Linked DNA regions of Mus musculus: all the other regions are linked to region 1. The links are chromatin contacts, called in public HiChIP or PLAC-seq and promoter capture Hi-C maps. All regions are on one chromosome and are shown on one strand. The core of a region is the stretch at or near the end of the contact, and the rest is flanking DNA. Distances in the headings are between cores, read along the strand shown. Region 1 holds the start of Irx1 (Iroquois homeobox 1). Region 2 overlaps Gm38580 (a long non-coding RNA gene). Region 3 overlaps Gm40998 (a long non-coding RNA gene).

The links. Promoter capture Hi-C pulls out the DNA fragments that hold promoters and counts their contacts. HiChIP or PLAC-seq counts read pairs in DNA pulled down with a chosen protein or histone mark.
Region 2: a contact with region 1 is called in an H3K4me3 HiChIP or PLAC-seq map of the SCID.adh cell line, with 17 read pairs. The contact joins the enhancer-like site here to the promoter of Irx1 in region 1. A contact is called at or near these places in 4 of 39 promoter capture datasets (3T3-L1-derived adipocytes, cranial neural crest, liver and 1 more), 2 of 484 Hi-C or Micro-C datasets (adipose-derived mesenchymal stem cells and nephron progenitors), 7 of 115 datasets of contacts at active chromatin or transcription factors (the SCID.adh cell line, craniofacial prominence, embryonic forebrain and 4 more) and 2 of 9 other capture datasets (embryonic stem cells and pancreatic islet).
Region 3: a contact with region 1 is called in a promoter capture Hi-C map of the 3T3-L1 cell line, with 3 times the contacts expected there. The contact joins the enhancer-like site here to the promoter of Irx1 in region 1. A contact is called at or near these places in 3 of 39 promoter capture datasets (the 3T3-L1 cell line, neural stem cells and pre-B cells), 2 of 484 Hi-C or Micro-C datasets (embryonic fibroblasts and uterus) and 1 of 115 datasets of contacts at active chromatin or transcription factors (the NIH/3T3 cell line).

The regions. Positions count from the first base shown.
Region 1 is chr13:71,962,301-71,965,110 of GRCm38.p6, forward strand. Irx1 (Iroquois homeobox 1) reads right to left here and starts at 1,423. Exons shown (of 4, transcript NM_010573.2): 1 at 913-1,423. The coding sequence starts at 1,188.
Region 2 is chr13:72,555,745-72,558,554 of GRCm38.p6, forward strand. The region is part of intron 8 of Gm38580 (a long non-coding RNA gene); the gene reads right to left. Among named protein-coding and RNA genes, the nearest start is that of Gm41000, 20 kb to the left of the region's middle. Within about 2 kb of position 1,472, at least 2 of the 459 cell types and tissues checked have an H3K27ac peak or open chromatin away from gene starts, as enhancers often do. A contact at or near this core is called in the SCID.adh cell line, where this site is marked.
Region 3 is chr13:71,375,183-71,377,992 of GRCm38.p6, forward strand. The region is part of intron 2 of Gm40998 (a long non-coding RNA gene); the gene reads right to left. Among named protein-coding and RNA genes, the nearest start is that of Gm40998, 18 kb to the right of the region's middle. Within about 2 kb of position 1,334, at least 78 of the 459 cell types and tissues checked have an H3K27ac peak or open chromatin away from gene starts, as enhancers often do. A contact at or near this core is called in the NIH/3T3 cell line and neural stem cells, where this site is marked.

The sequences.
Region 1 (2,810 bases), core at 173-2,672:
TTTCCGTTAAACCAAGGAAAAGTGATCATTCGGAAGGACAGACAGGCCAATACTCCTGTGGAGAATTAAATTTAAACACACACCCCCATCTGACACCCACTGGGACAGGAGATCGGAGAGCACCATTTATTTTAAGCTCTGGGACACTGTTCCTTTAACTCTCCCTTATGTAACACGGGAAGAAAAGTGCTTTTCTTTCGGCTCAAATGAAAAGTTTGGCAACTTACGAAAGTAAAGGCAAACACCGTTTCGGAAGCCAGAATTTATGTCAACTTAGTATTTCTTAGCCCCGATTCCTATGGTCCCTACACACTCCATTAAGAGACCTCTCTGCTCTGCTGATGTCTATTGTTTGTTGGGATGTTTTTGATCGACTCCGCTAGGTTTAACCGGTTCCTTTTGGCAAAGTCTAGGGCAACTATCTCTGCTCTGCCAAAGAGGGAGAAGGAAGGTCTTCTGGGCCCAAGGGAAAGCTCTTGCGGCGCTCAGGCGAGGCCGGCCGCCAGGTTAGGGCAGTGTTAGTAAAGCGGCCCTGGCTGAGGGGGCCCGGCGGGCCTGCCCTGTCGCACTGGAGGAGCCTGGCGGTTTTGCCCGGGACCTCCAGAGCCTGCCGCGGTCTCAGGCCTTCTCTGGAGGCTTCTCTCCACTAGCGCGCAACCCGCTTTTCGACTCCGGTCTCCAACCTCCCAAGACCACAGTGGTCACTGCCTGGGCCTCTGGGCACTCCCGAGTCCCCAGGGAAAGAGGTCTCCGCCACCGGATTCCCTCTGCAGGACCCTTCTCGTTCCTTTCCCAGACACTGCCTGCGGATCCTCTGTTTCTCTGTTGGGCCAGCCGCTCCCGATGTCCCCAGGCGCGGTGATCTCCCGTGGGTGCGGGCCAGGAGGACGCGCGGGAGGCGGGAGCACTCACCATCTGCGAGAAGAGGCTGAGGTCCGCGGCATAGGGCAAGAAGGCGCTGTAGTTGGGTGCGCCCGCGTACGGTCCCGCCGCGGCATACATGCCTAGCACCGAGGTGACCGCGGCCGCTCCCGCGCCCGCTCCCAGCTCCGCAGTCCCGGGACGGCCCGACGAGGCGGCGGCCGCAGCAGCCGCGGCCGCAGCCAGCACCCCAGGGCGCTCTCCACCATAGGCGCCCGGGCCCGCGGCGCTTAGGTATTGCGGGTAGCCCAGCTGCGGGAAGGACATGTCCGCGGGCTCGGTGGTGGCGGAGGGCAACACTAACTGCGCGGGCAAGAAGACCGGCTGGCGATCCGAGGAGGCGCGACTCGGGGGCTGCGGGCCGCGGGCCGGGCGCGCTCCGGCCGGCCCGGGGGCGGGGGCCGCTCGCTGTTCCTCGGCCCAGTGCTCGCTGGCGGCGCCCGGCTCCCGGCTGCGCCCGTATCCGAGATCGCGCGCCGACTGCGGCGGCCGCCCTCCGCTCGGCGGCGGGGCTCTCAGACACAATTTGAAGTTGATGCTTTGATTGGCATCCCCTTGAGCACAGGCCCCGCCCCTGGCTCCCCTCCCGCCCCCTCCCTGCCTCCAGCCCGCCCTCGCTGGCCGCTCCCGCCCCTCACGGCGAGCACGTGGTGCCCCGCGCCCGCCGGGCCACCTCCTCCTCCGGTGGGCGCGCACGGCCCGTCTGCTGGTGTGGGTCCGGAGGCCGCAGGCTCCTTCCCAACCAGCCCCCGCGGCTTTTGACAACCTGTCGACACCGGTTTACAGCTGTCTGACACCCGGTTTTGCAACGGAGATCTGTTCCCCCATCCCCTTTTAACAAAAGCAACTCGGGGATTGCGTTTCTACAGCTGGGGTGGCAGGGAAAGAGGCCTGGGGCCAGGGGACAGTCTATAGCGAACAGCCTTTCCTCTGTGGCTGGCTCTGCAGCACCTCCATGGGACATATTTGGCTGAAGTGTTCAGATAAATCTACGCGTGGCTTGACACCTCGGATACAGGGTGCGTCGTCTCTCTGGCCCCACTTGGTATCAACAGATACTCTGGAAATTGCTGCCCCCCCCCCCTTGCACTTGGAGAATCGGGTTGTGGCCGGCCGCGCTCTGTCAGCTTCTCCAAATATAAAAACTTTTAAAATGGGCAAGCCAGCTGAGAGGTCGCTGCCTAGCGGAGGAGAGCTCCTAGAGGGTGGGGGAAAGAATTGTAGGAGGGGAAGGACCTTCGCAAGGTAAAAGAACTGGCAAATCTTGCCCACAGTCATCTACCACCCTCTTCCAGTTTGGGAGAAGCCTGAAAGGCCTGGGCTCCTGCGTTTGTCCACTAGGTGTGCAGACGCGGAGAGTCAACACGAGTGGAGCTCAGGTACCTGAGGTGGCGCTGCGACTAGCCAGTCCAACAGGACAGGACAGCCGCCAGTCCCCTGTCTTTGAGTCTCCCACGACACCCCCCCCCCCCATCCCCGCCCAATTCCTATCTCAAACGCTGGGAAAATAAGAACCAGGCAATTTGAAAGCCAGGGGCCTGGCTGCTCTGTTCTCAGGGCAGACTTGAAATGCTCATTCCTCTCTCCTCTCTCAATCAGTGCGGCTGACCAGAGAAAGATGCTTCTGCTCATGGTGCCCTAGATTGGTATTGGAAGTGCAGAACCAAAATGTCCAGAGACTCCTAGTGCCTCGTTTCTTGCTGCTGTCTATAATGTGGCAGAGGCTTGAGTGTGTCACATCACACGGTGCTGGTGGAGCTTCACCTTCAGGGTCTAATTTCAGACTCAGAGAATTAAGGGGTACAGTGACAGGTTTGACAGAGAGCCCCAACATGCATACTGGAATGCTGCTGTCCAGGGCCATTGGGACCCTGGACACCAGCTAAGGC
Region 2 (2,810 bases), core at 222-2,721, 590 kb after region 1:
ACGGCTTGGACTGTCACAGGTCAGTGATGGGTGCCTTGTTAGAAAACCCAGAAACCATCTCCACTGTAGACTCAGACTGACTCACAAAACAGACTTCATCCTAGAGCCAAGCTCTAGGTTCTTCCAGGAAGAACTCGAACCTGCTGGTATTTCATTACTTCAGTAATTTGCTATTCACAGATGGCCATATTAGCCATCAAAAGGACAATTTAACTCCAATTAACTTAACTAGGTTTAGTACTATATTTGAATTGGATACCGTTTCCCTGCAGTAGCCACAGAGCAAACACCTTTTAAGGCCCTTTAATTGGGTCATTTTCTCAGTTGATTAAATGTAGCACCAACAATCTATGGTCGTATGTGCCCTGCCTCCACATAACACATGAGGCTTCCCAGTCCAACATGCATCTCCGCACTCCAGTCAAAAGGACTGGAGTCCTTTATTTATTTATCCATGGAGTCGAGGTCTACTCTGTAAGTCATTGAAAAAGACAAATGAGAAGAAAGGGCAGATTCTAGACTATGATGTGTTTTTTAAAGTAAAATGTGAAATATTCATAAAAGACAGCCTGTGGTCTAGGTTCAACTGAAAAACAGAAACTTCCATTATAACACCCATTGGAGGCTTGAAAAGAGACAGTGGGATAAGCCAATCTGTGTGGCAGGGCTGATTTCAACTCACTAGAACTTGTTTAAAGGGACTGTGACCCTTCACAAGGGTGTCCACCATCCTGCATCTGTCTATGCACCCAGAGCAGTAGCTTGCATAATCTCTCTGCGTTGTGAGATATGAGAGAACTAAATTTTAATCATTGGTGAGCACATAGGTCTAAGAAAACAACCAGGACAGAATTGTAAGCAGATACTCTTGGGAGCTGTGACAGGTGCTGTCAGGTGTGCCCCCATTCCAGGGAGAGTTTCAGAAAAGGTCACCCACAATCCTGACTCACAAATGATGATTGGAAGAGTGTTCTCAGATTAGCACACAGCAACATGGAAAACATAGTTTGAAGAATACATTGTGGTACTTGCATTGACAATGTGAGGTTCCTGTCTCAGGACCCAAGTGTGTGTGCATGCACACATATGTTTCTGTACATGATTATGCTTTAAATGTGTGTGTGTGTCTGTGTGTGTGTGGTGTATATACTATACATAGCCTTGCAGCAACGAAATTGTAATCATAACATTGTGAGATTTATTAAGCATTTAATCTCTGTAACAGATGCTTTTCATTATTGTGATATGACACTTTCCTGTCTTACAAATGTAGCTATAACTCAACTTTAGAAAATGCTACATGGCAAGAATTGCTAAAAGTGATCACTTAGAGCTCGTGTGAAATCCACAGCTAGGACCTCTGCTACAGAGAGCTTGTGGGAGGAGACAGCACTATCAGATCTACATTGCTGGGATCCATGACCATACCAGAGCACAGTGTGTGCTGGCAACCAAGTGAATTATCTTCACTGATCACTTTGCCTAGGACAGTGAGACTGTAGATGTAGAAAACAGTCAACAGTGGGAGGCTGTGAGACTGCTCTGTGAGTTATAAACAAATACCCAACCGCTTGGCACAGCCTCAAAGATGTGCACAGAGACACCAGCTCCCTGACTTTGCCCAGCAGTATTGGAAAAACCTAAAGAGTAACACTTTCTGGTGGAACTCGGGATCCATCGAAAGGATTGGCAGCCCAGGGTCCACTTGCTCAGTGCCCCAGTGAAACTTCCCAAGAGTCTTGGCCTTGAAGCCCAAAGACCCCCCTGGGCAACACGCTGGTGTGCAGGCTCTTCAGACAGCTCCATCTGCCGCATGGGCTTTTTGGAAAAGGTATGGCATATATCCGTGAATAGATGAAGTGAAATGAAATAATAAAATACAGTAAAAGTATGCGCGACCCCCTCTCACCTTCTGCGGGCTCTCCGGGTCAGATTTATGCTGTGGATCGGGAGATAGCCAGTGAAAAATGAAAAACAATTTCATATTTTAAATTTATGGGCCTGGAGGGTAATAGATCATCTTTTCCCAAGCTCCGTGCGTTAAATTGTCTCGAGCCTATTTGGTATGTTCCCTGAGTCACTCACGCCTGTCATTTTGGAGAGTGTGACTTTAGTCTTCCCTGTGCGTTCCTTCTAGAAGTTGGAATACAGAACTAATTGTTCTGGGAGACGTTTTAACCTGTGTTGTAGGTACTAAGGTAGCACTGGAGGAGAAAAGGAAAGAGAGATATCATTCCTGAAGCTCCTCACTACCCTGGCTAGGTGGACATGGCTTTTCACACCAGGGTGATAAAAAGGATGGGACACACTGTGTCTAAATCAACCAGGCTGGACACGGTGCCAAAGCCTTTGGCTAAACACAGACTGACTTAATTCTTTCCCTGATAACTTGGGTCTGGAGCGCTTCTCTGCCACAAGAGGGAGCGACCCAAAAGAACAGAGCAAAGCTCTTGTGTGGGTGATCTTCACTGGGCTGCAGGCAAAACCTAGAAAAGTTTTTTTTTAATCGAGATTCTCTACAGCAGCCCTCTCCAAATGCCAGTATCCATCACCGCTGACTGGATCGATCGCTGTGTTTTGGCCCCAGTCTCCTTCGAGAGATGGCATTCCATCAGTGATAGACGAATATCACAGTTAAGCAAAGTATCCAGCCAGACCCAGTAACATTTTTATTGATTTTTGTTGTGCAAATAATGTCTTTTTGGGCTGAATAAATGGCTTTGAGCCAAACAGTCATTGTTTATGATTCCAAAATGCAATAAAGGGACAGGAAATATATTATAGCCTGTGTCTCAAGGCACACACTATAA
Region 3 (2,810 bases), core at 84-2,583, 590 kb before region 1:
ACATGTTATTTAATTTGTGTGTAGTTCCTTCCTTCCTTCCTTCCTTCCTAACTCTTCATACCGGACTATGTATGAACTTAGGATGGATACCTTGGGTGGTCTCAATGATTTGGCAAGGTGTCACCATGAAGAATTTAGTGCCACCAAAAATAAAATTTTCTGAAGTGACTTTTGTAAACACCCACACATATTCCCTGATCACTAAAGGGCTATTGTACTCTTAACTTGTAGAAGGTCTGTCTCTGCAAACAGAAGCAGCGAATTTGTTATACATTATTGCTATACAATGTGCTTGCTTTCCTGAGATGATAAAACTTTTTGTCTTGAGCTTCTTATGAATAAATGAACTAATCTACAGGCTGTACTAACATTAATTCAATAACCAACATCAAACCAAGAAATCTGAATGGACACACAGACTGTCCCTTGGGACTCTAAGGATGTGTGCATTCATCCCACAACTATGTGAAGAGATGTGAGTCTTAACAACTGGATTTAACATTGCAAAGTGATATTTATTTTTAACACATTAATCCTAGGGCTCTGCTTAACATACTATTTCCAAATCCATCTATTTTTATATGGTACATATTAAATGGGAAATCTGCCTTGTTCTGCAAACCAGCTATCTGACAATTGTGTGGTTAATGTTTTTGAAAGCAATAAAAAAAGATAATTCAGGACAGAGCTGTGTCACTTTGTACTCTAAAGCCTTGTAGCCTGCACTCTTTTTTTTTTTGGTTCATATTCGGTCCCTTTATTTATTTAATCCTTAATTATTTGCATTAGTTTCTTAACCGTCCAACCATCATGGACTTGGCCTCATGTTGCTACTTCCTGCCAACTGTTTCACACATGGGGAACAGTATCGGGAATGAAACTCTAAATTTAATACATAGCTACAACTGTTTTGCTTTCATTATGTGGGGTAATATCCATAAATAGATGCGTGGTTGTTGGCACTTACTGCCTCTCTCTCTCCACTTGCAGTGCCTAATTACGGCTCTCACTTGAATAGTTTGGCAAATGCTTATATAGCATCTTCAATTAAAAATAAATAAAGCAGAAGAATGTCCTTTTTGTACTCTTTGGCTTAAAAAAAATTGTTATCCGTTGGATCTATTAAAGGAATCATTCCAGCTCTTCTCTGTTCCAGTGTAATTTTTTCTGGGGGCGAATTGAAAATGTGCGGTATCTAATCCAAGTAAATATTATGCTTTTCAACTCCCACACTTCCTATTGCATAAACTCGCTGAACAATTGTTTCATACAGCTTCACTGAGAATGGAAACAGCTGGCCCTGTTCCATGGTGACTGTCCTCTTTATTCTGCCCTGGGGATCTGCACAGCCCCTTCTCTGGGACTTGGATCTCCAGCAGTGGCTGACTCAGGCCTATGTCAGGGAAATGGCTCAGACTGCCACTGAAAAGATTCTAGAAACAGGATGACTGGATAATTCTATTTGAGTCCCTCTGTTGAGAGAGAATGGCAGCTATTAAAGCTTCACTTCATTCTGATTGGAACTGTGTTGCTACTTCTCTGATTGTATAAACTTTGAGTTTAACAATTTGGTAGAAAGCAGAAGACCAGGAAATAAAATGGACAGGACTTTAAATGTGTTATGTGGCACCGAGCTCTTGAACATTCATAAGCTAACTATCCCAGCATCTTAAGGAACCTAATGTTTATAATGTTACTGATTTTACATAGAAAAGATAATTCACAGAGACTATGAGTGAGGTCTTGTTTTCTTCTGAAGTGAATCAGGTATGGACCTTGGCATTAGGGGTGAGTATTTGCTTCTCACACTTAGATGAGAAGTCTAGATTTGAACCACAGAAGGCTCACAGGACCCTTTGCCACTAACTTTCAGAAGGGTCCATGTAGAATGCCCTAGAATTCCCTTTGCAAAGCTACTCTGACCACCCCATGTCCAAATGACCAACAGCAATCACTTCCATGACAGTGTTGAACACAGATATTTTCATTCACTGAACACATAAGAGAAGCAAGAGAGTGTTCTATCACTGCAGTGGGCTGGGTGTATCCTTCTCACGGACCAGTTCATTTTGAAATTCTTAGAGGGTCAGGCAAGAAAATCCAAGAAGCCCAGCTCTGAGGACAGGGCAAGAAATGCCAAGAGTTTCCTGAATTGTGTACTAAGCTCAGATTTCTCATAATTGCATTTCTGCTGAGCCACTGCCTTAAAAAAAACATTTATCAAAATAAACTTTTGATGAGTTTATGAAATATGTGTCTAAAAAATATATCAGAGGAGCAAGGATCAGATACAATGCAAGGAAGGATTGATATTCCAACATTGAATTGTTCCAATGACTGCTAAATCCCATAGTAACGCCCTTACGTCTTTAACAAAAAATAATGATGCAAGAGTGAAACACTGACCCTTTCCTATACATTACGAAATCCACACACAGCCTGGAACACTACATTTCCATAAACACTCTGATTATGTTTCTACAAGTCCACCTTGTTTCAGTTTGTAAAGCCAAGTGGAATTAGAACATTAAGCTAGATGTTTCTCCACAAAAGTTCAACATTTTAGATTGGGGAGGGGTCAGAAGTACAGACTGAAAGGTTTAAAGAGTACTTAGGGATAAAGAGGAGCAGAGGCAACAAGTGTGTGGTGCTCAGTGGGTAAGATCTGAATGTTGGTCCCACCTCAACTGCTCATGATTTTGGTTGTAAAAATCAAGAAAACCCAGACACGCTAATGTTACTAGTGTTTGTAGTAGCATTAGACAGAAGCTGGACCCTGGAATCTGGATGGTTTTAGTCTACACAGTGCT